Regions from separate parts of the Hordeum vulgare genome. Here region 2 is linked to region 1. Evidence: chromatin contacts called from public Hi-C data. All regions are on one chromosome and are shown on one strand. Each heading gives the region's core, a stretch centred on a gene start, on an enhancer-like site or on the middle of the called end of the contact. The rest is flanking DNA. Distances are from core to core; before and after follow the strand shown. Region 1 has its middle 61 kb from the start of LOC123426372. Region 2 holds the start of LOC123426028.

Region 1 (4,316 bases), core at 673-3,172:
TAACAGTCCAAAAAATCTATCCCGCCCCGACAACATGTCAGGGCCAGCAGCAGGTCCAGAACGCGACCTAGTCAGGAGCACGTCTATCGAGGTTTATTGCCCGCATATCATGGGAATCCAAAATCTTTTCCCACCCACCACCCATACAGAGAATAAGACGGAGGAGCGAGACTCTTCGAGCACGAACGAAGTCACACAGAAGCGAGTACAATCAGTACACCACTTTTGGGCCAGATTCCTCCTCAGCAACAAGACCGGAGACCGTGACGACCGGGAGCTTATCCACGATTTCCAGCAGCATTGTCAAGATAAGGGCATCCTCAAGCAGGCGTAGGTTGTTGCCTCCTCAAGAGGTCCCGAACCTGGGTAAACATTGTCTCCCCCTCTCTCATCTAACCCATCCATCCAAGGTCCACAGTTCGGAACCCTCTACCCGAGATCTGCCGATTTTGACGTCAACACCCGACGTCTAGCTCATCTAATTGTGCCCTGAGAATGAGATACGCGGCTCCTATCAGGTGTGTCGACACGCCGGACGGCCTTGCTGGATTTGTTTTACCTTTTACAATATTTTGTGCACCGAAATTCCGAGGATAGTTTGGGCTATCTCGAGGTTGAGGTCTTCCAGCGGAATTACGAGGAGTCTCCGAGTTTTCCGTGGTTCAAGTTTTCCATGTTGCTTGTGGCTAGTTTGTGATGGATGAGTTGGAGCACTATGTAGGGTTAAATCTTTCTGAGAGCCGTGTCTACGGTTATGTGACAACTTGGAAACTTTGTTTAACAGCTGGTGATAAAAAACTTGAAGTAACACAAATAAAATACACCAACTGTGTGTGTAACCGTGACTGTCTCTACTCGTGAGTTCTGATCTAAGAGAGGACGCGGTGGGCTTATGATTAACACGTAAGTAGGTGTTCAGGATCACTTCTTGATCATCATTAGTTCGCGTTCGTTTAAGCGTGGATCACACCCCCCCTTTATTCTTGTACTCATAAGTTAGGCATCCAAATAAATGCGTAGTGTTTGCTTTGATCTCACCACTTAACCATATGTTACCCATTAAGTTTTGCTACTCTTGATACCTTTGAAAATGAGATTGCCGATTTCCCGTGGCTTATAGATTACTACAACAATAGTTGCAGGTACATGTAAAGCGACACTTTAACATGCGAGCGATGCTTGTTTCATTTGAAGTTTTTCTTCTTTTTCTTCTTCATCGATCTAAGATGAGTTCGAGGCCCGCAACGTGGGGTAATAAGGATAGACGTCGTTTTATCGTTTGATTTTCTCTGTAGTCGGACCTTGCTCTTGTATATGGTGGTTGAGCATATCGTTGTATTGAGATCTTTATATTGTATCTTACGGCGAGTGTAAGCCAATACCATGTACGCATTTTTTTACATGTATTTATTACGATATCCATTCTTACGAAACGACGAGATTCGTTTCTATTACTGTCGAGGCCCTCCTGTCAAAATATGAATAGGATCACATGTTAAGTGTTACACCGACATGCATGATGCGGTTACGGCTGACCTGCTATTTCGCTTAGTCCTGCCCAAAAGCGATGGGAACCGGAGGATTATTACTGCGCTCGTGTAGATCACAGTGCACACGCGTAAGAGAATCTCCAACAGAGTGCTACGACGAGCCGCGTAATTTTTTTTACAGCCCTGAAATAGCCTTTTGCGCTTTTGCACGTCGAAATTTCGTAGCTGTAAAAAAAAATTGTGGGCCGCGCCGTAGCGCGTGTTGGAGATGCCTTAAGCAGGGGACGAGTATAAACGTCTTATTGGAAAAATGTCAATGGCCTGGGTCGGCCGGTTGTCGTGTGGTGTCCCTGACGACAAGGGAGCTGGTCCAGTCCAGACACCGGAGCTGAGTCACATGTGAGATGAGGCCAACGTAACGGCAACGGCAACGGTCGATGACGAGATCAGATCGCGCCCGCGATTCCATCGGCGTCAAGACATTCATCACCTCCTGCCTAGTGAGGCGGGCAACGTGACTTGGTGACGTGTGGAACGGCAACCGCGCACCTTTCTAACCGACGCGTTCATCATTTGCCATGGACGCGTGTGAAGTGAACCAGTCGTTTCTGTGCCTCTCGACCGGGTGCATGCACGCCCAGTTGTATCTCCTTCCACATGACTCTGCAGGCCGAAACGTGAATCCTTGCTCAGCGCTATGGCTGTGGCGAATATAGTGTGATCGATCGAGCAGGAGCAGTCAAAGACTAGTGGTTCAAGCATACGGGGGTGTCATGTTGTGGTACCAGGCAGCTGGTGTGGTGCTGGGCCTACACGGACACGGTCTAGCCGGTGGTCTGGACTAGTACAGATCGCCGCACGGTCGAGGTCACGGAGACGGAGCCAGACGTTGGCCTTTCGGGTTTCACACCCGATCCATCGGTTGCTCCATCTTCGGGGGATGTGGGCGGGCGGAGCCCGCCAACAGCTTAGCTTGTAGTCTTGTGCGATGATTCCTTGCGCTCCCCTTTTCTTGTTCGCGATCACACCGGCTTCATCCATCCATCGCTGCCAAACCATCAACTGTTGGGAGGACAAATGGTCGCTAACTCAACATAAGAATACCATCAATCCCTCACGATGAAAAGACTCGCACCACTCCATTATTTTTGCACTTGCAGACACCACTTGCCCTTCCCAGTTCCCACGCCAAACCTAAGGCATCAGGCAACTCGTGCTGGAGATGAAAGTACTTATTTACGATTATGGCTTGGGAGAAGGGCCCTCTGAAATCGAACAAATGTATAATTTTGAGGCCACCAAGCTATGCGGGAAGAGGGAATCTCCATCCTAGTCAATGTGCAGTGCGTGTAGCATTACATAGCACATGCACGCCAAGAGGCCATCGGGTTTGTCACAGCCAAGAGGTAATCGCTCAATGGGACATTAAAGCATCTACAATCGGATTCTTTAAATCTGACCCCTCAAACGTTCGTATGTTAGGAAAATAATCTTGACATTAATATCAAACGTACGAATGAGGGACGGAGCCTAAGTACGACGCAGTAGTTGCACTCGGATGTACGAGTTCGGGCCCCGCTCGAGAGTGATAACAACCCTATGTGTCGAGCCCGGAGGCTAGTGTTTGCTTATGGGGGTGTAAGATTACAGAATGCTTAACCCTTGTCCAGTAGCTCAAGCGTGGCTTATATAGAGTGCGTCATGACCGACCGAGAGCCATTACAAGGGTGAGTTAATGCTAATAACTACAAAAGTTACTAGTAACAACAGCTCTAACTCCGACGTTACTGTTAACGTTGGTCTTCATTGCATTTCATATGGTAGCTTAAGCATGTGGCCGTTGTAGTCTCTTCGTCGTCCACACCTTGTTGTAGTCCGAGTGTCGGGACACGTCCGACTGACCGAAGATGATCCGATCGATCTTGTCCAACCGAGTAAGAACCTGTTTGCCCGAGTGAGACCGTGACTGCACCGATAGCTTTGAGCACGTTGATGTTCATGTGCGGCCGTAGGTGGGCCGTGGAATGCAGGTCCATGGGCCTATCCCTAGTGTACAACCCCATCATTAGCCCCCGAATCGGTTGAGGTTTTCCTAGCCGAGTGAACGACACTCCTTAGTGTCCTCGGTGTCTCGGAGACGTCAGAGTCGTAGCTCTGAGCTACTTCATTCACACACTCGGTAAACCACTAAGGATTCAAAAGTAAAAAATTCCGAGTGTTTAAGCATGGTCGCATGCTTGCAATCGGTGGCAATTGTTTATCTTTGGGGAAGATAAGTTATAGATTCGGACGATCGTGAGCCCAGAGCTCCGAATGCCCAACGATGAGTTAGGACGAATCCCACTCGCGCTATGGTAAGGGTGATCAGGTCACCTCGGAATCCATTCGGGTTATGAGTGAGGCAGTATTTCCGCATTTTTTGAGTTGAGGCAGCAAGCAAGTGGGGCGGAAACGGCGGAGACGTGGGCAGTGGAGGAAGTGGTGAGGCGCTCTGATTCCCGCGCCTGAGATCGACATCGACACCTTCGTGGAAGTTGTGGAGTCTTCATCTTCTAAGTGATAGTCGGGAAAAACATTAAGTTTAATCTGCTTCGGAATGCCGAGTGGTTAATGTAACCTTCAAACTTTGACTGAACGTTGAGCTCCCATTATCCGCACTTTTTGCTTGAATCAGAACACAATTTTGTTTTTTTATGTCGTCATTCAAATTTGGGTCTTCGAATTGTTGATGGATCTTTCCATCGTGACGTCCGATTTTGGATTATCTCTTCATTCGAAGTCATTTCTACTTCGGCAAAAGTGGGTTCGCAGCCAAGTTCCCGAGCA
Region 2 (4,316 bases), core at 1,167-3,666, 460 kb after region 1:
TCTACCATGGGCCAATGAGGCGGGAGACTGTCCGAGATGTGCTAGTCGCTCAGGGTCTGGACATGAATCCTTTCAAGAAGCTCGGGTGCTTCATCCGTTAATATGAAGATTGGAACTTCGACATGAAATAGTGATTGAGGATGACAATGTGTGTGTTCAGTTATAATTAATACTACTGGTCTTTATATGAACTACCGCACATCGCTCTAGTTAATTAGATTGTGTATGAGGAACTTCGTTATTTATATATGTTTACTGCCTGTGTTTCTCAAGTACATTATGTTGCATATTATATATCATTGAATTAATCAATTTACGATGCAGGTACATAGATCGGAGATGGCGAAGGACTGCTACGTCGTATTCATTGGGAGGGTTCCAGGAGTGTACGACCACTGGCCAGACGCTTCGGCCTAGGTGGACAGGTACCCGGGCGCTTGCCACAGAGGGTTCGACAGCAGAGTCAAAGCGGAAATGAGTTACTTGAGGTGGATGCTACTGCAACAGACGAAGCGAAACCGATGTCTCAAGAAGTACTACATAGTCGCGCTCTTGCTCATGATGGTCACTCTTCTCTTATACATGATGGTTTAAATAGGGATGATGAAACTTGTGGGTGTACCATGACTTGTGTGTATCGCTATTTTTGAGATTTGATAATATTTGTGTTGGATAATGATGATGATGATGATGGTATAAATGAAGAGACTACTTTATGTGTATGATGTGATAAAAATTATGCATGTTTATTATGATATGTTGAAACCACTGTATAGAGCATGCACAAATACGTAGGGGGGGCATAGATACGACGCGAATTAAATATTGAAAGCAGAAATATTAGCAGTAACACTAGAATATTAGCAGTAGCGCAGGCTTAGCAGTAGCGCTTTATTCATTCCAGCGCTACTGCTAATGTGTATACGAGTAGCGCTTTTATTTTTGACGCTACTACTAATAGATTAGTCGTAGCGCGATTGCAGTAGCGCTGGCATAAACGCTACTGGTAAGGGAAAAACCAGCGCTACTCCTAGCATTTCTCCTACTAGTGTTAGTTAACGGACACCCTTAAGTTATACTATTTGTTTGTTTAATGTGGTTATATGTATTGTTTGTTTAATATTTTACACTTTACTGAACTGGGTAGCCACGTGCACATCAGTATTGTCTAACTATACATATGCATATATATTTGCTCTGCCCGAATGCTTGATTTACTAATCCTATCAATAGAGGATCATTAGACAAGACAGACGAAACAAATCACGAATATTTTTGCTCTGCCCGAATGCTCTGCCCAAATGCAAAAGTCACACTCCAATTTTGAAGCGTACGCAATATGTTTTGAGGTTGAACTTATTTAGATACTTAATAACTAATATTATACATGTGTGCTAGTAACCTCTTCCATATACTAAAAAGAAAGACTGCTAGTAAAAAAAGACAACCAATATGCCCAACCTCCAGAGAAAGAAATAACCCAAATACACTGTCAAATATACAAAGCACATATAAAAACAGATGGGGAGCGACCAAACATGTTTTTTCTACGGGCATGCCCCAAAACCAGATCTGGATATTTAGTAGAAAGATACATATCTTACTACTTTTATGCAACTATAACATTCAGAGGCATGGGGAGCAAGCCAATTATTTTTTGTGGCCATGCAGCAGGATTAGAGCTGGATCTGAAACAGAAGAATATACCTTGGGGATGAGGGCGGTGCTCGGAGGAGCCTTTTGTTGCTCTGCTAAAAACCAAAACGGATCTAAGACCTAACAAATTAAATCACGTACATTTAGATTGGAGAGAGAGAGAGAGGGAGGGAGGGAGGGTGGGAGGGAGAGGGAGAGAGGGAGGGTGGGAGGGAGAGAGGCGTCTCTGCTCACCACCATTACAAGAGCTTGACAAGTAGGGGGCGAGAGAGTTGGACGAGAAGGTGTACCTGAGAGAGGGCGGGGCACTGCGGGTGGTGATACGCCTCTGGTTCTCGGGGACCGAGCACGATAGAAGAAACAACAGAGGTAGAGAACCTTCAGGCAAAGTGTGGAGGGAAAGATAAACTCGGGGAAGCAGACAGGATAAGGTTGGTGGTTGTGGCAATATTGTTAGAAGGGCATTTGGCTTCCTCGTGAGCTGCGGTGGATACAACCTGACTTCTCCATCCCCACCGTCGGCTTCTTGAGTTGGGGTGCAGGAGGAACGGGAAGAAGGGATGTAGCGGCCGGCGGCTGTCCGAACGAGCAGGAAGGAGGGAGGAGGCGGCTCTTGTGGTGTCGAGCGAGAGAGGAAGGAGAGGTGTGGCGATTAGAGTTGGAGTGGAGCGAGGGAGGAAGGAAGGAGAGATGTGGCGGGTAGGGTTGGTGCACGTGGCACCCCCGCGACATGGATCAGGAGCGGAGCGCGAGAAGGAGCCTCTTCCACGCGAGATTTATCAACCCAGCCAACAAGCGTGTCGCTCGAGCCCACCCGTCATTGGACAATGAAAACAACCGCGAGGTAAAAAAAACAGTTTTTAACATTGTGAAGATCCAGCAACTCAGATGCGCCAGAAGGAAGATCGAACGGTCAACGAAGCCCAATCGACGAAGCGCTCGGGGGGGCGGGTCGCCCAGCGTCCTTATAGGTTAGAATGCGCTTACACAAAAAGCACGATTGTATTTCATGAGGGCATGTGCTTCAACGAGAAGCAAATATAAGCTTTTACTTGAATGGGAAAAAAATACAGCTATAATTCTACAACAAGCACGACCTTATTTTCATGGGAAGCACAATGTGTGCTTACCAAGAAAAATAGTGAAAAACACAATATGTGTTTCCTAAAAAAAGGTAAAAAACGCAACCGTGCTTCCGACTTCTTTTTTGTTTTGTTTTGTTTTGGTATTTGTTTTTTGGTTGCCAATTTTTTCACTTTTTTCTGGAATTTTTTTTAGTATTCATATTTTGTTTATTGTTTTTTCTTATGTAAATAAGTTTGTAGAAACCTATTAACATGTGATCTTATTTTTAAGATCTTGACATAAGAAATCAAAGGGTTGGATATTTGAATGTAGATAAATTATTTTGAATAAATAATTCTACGAAAGAAAAAAATTGTGCTTCACATGTTAGCAAGTGAGAAGGTGGTAAGTACTTCCTCCGTTTTTAAATATAAGTCTTTTTAGAGTTTCACTAGAAAACTACATACGAATGTATATAGACATAATTTAGAGTGTATATTCACTCATTTTATTTTGTATGTAGTCCATTAGTAAAAAAAATTAAAAGAATTATATTTAGGAACGGAGAGAGTAACATTTTTCAAGGGTAAGTTTTAACTAATAATGACTTCGGGGGAAGCCACCTAATACTGTACCATGTTATGTTCAGCAAGAAAAAAAGTGTACCATGGAAAAGACTCGACCCAATTAAGCCATTGTCGTTCGAGGCCTAACCATGTTCTCGGGCCGAAGTAAGGGGAGCGCCTATTTGGCACCTTCACCACCGCTGAAGGCACCTGCGTTAAATAGGCACCTGACGCACGCAGTGAAATCAGACTGGGCTCGCCCATGGTGTAGCGATTGAGTCCGTACTGGGCCCGCTCATCTTCGTCTCTTGCCCAACTGGGTTGGCCGAGCTTCTAGTTTTTCTATTGTTCCACAATTTTCAAATTTTGGAATAATTTTCAAGTTCCGGAATATTTTTCCAAATTCTGCATTTTCTTTCAAAAAATCCGAAACATTTTGATAAGAATTCGAGAAGAGTTTTTCAAATTTCGGAACATTTTTTCAAATCCCAGAATATTTTTTCAAATTCCGGAACATTTTGTTAAATTCCAAAACAATTTTTCAAATTCTGGAACATTATTTTTAAATTCCAAAACATTTTTCAAATTTTGAAACATTTTTTCCAATTTCCTAAGATTTTTTGAAATTATGAAACATTTTTTCAAATGCCAGAAAAAAATTCAAATTCCGGAACAATTTTTAAAAATCAACCTTACTATTTTTGAAAATTCCGAAACATTTATGAAATTTTGGAAGATATTTTCAAATTCTGAATTATTTTTTGAAATTATGGAACATTTTTTCAAATGCCAGAAAAAAAATTCAAATTCCAGAACACTTTTGAAAAAATCAAAAACATTTTTGAAACAGAAACAGAAAAAAGAAACAAAAATTAATAAAGAAAAAGGAAAACGAAAAAGAAGAAAAACTGGTTCAGGAAATCTTCTAGAAAGTTCCCAAAACCGAAAAAAATCGGCTGGGAAAAATCTAGTATCTTTCCAAAACCAGCTAGGCAATGCTGGAAGTGGGCCGACCCATATGCGTCCCTT

What was found. Hi-C and Micro-C count contacts between places; a contact is called where the count stands out from the background.
Region 2: a Hi-C map of leaf shows a contact between it and region 1, with 7 times the contacts expected there. The contact joins the promoter of LOC123426028 here to the enhancer-like site in region 1. A contact is called at or near these places in 2 of 6 Hi-C or Micro-C datasets (leaf and seedling).

Annotation. Positions count from the first base shown.
Region 1 is chr2H:259,167,094-259,171,409 of MorexV3_pseudomolecules_assembly, forward strand. No RefSeq gene overlaps it. Among protein-coding and RNA genes, the nearest start is that of LOC123426372, 61 kb to the left of the region's middle. Within about 2 kb of position 1,923, at least 3 of the 3 cell types and tissues checked have open chromatin away from gene starts, as enhancers often do. A contact at or near this core is called in leaf and seedling, where this site is marked.
Region 2 is chr2H:259,626,683-259,630,998 of MorexV3_pseudomolecules_assembly, forward strand. It overlaps LOC123426028, which reads right to left and starts at 2,417. Exons shown (of 3, transcript XM_045109808.1): 1 at 2,154-2,417; 2 at 1,947-2,034; 3 at 1,439-1,751. The coding sequence starts at 2,388. The coding sequence ends at 1,610.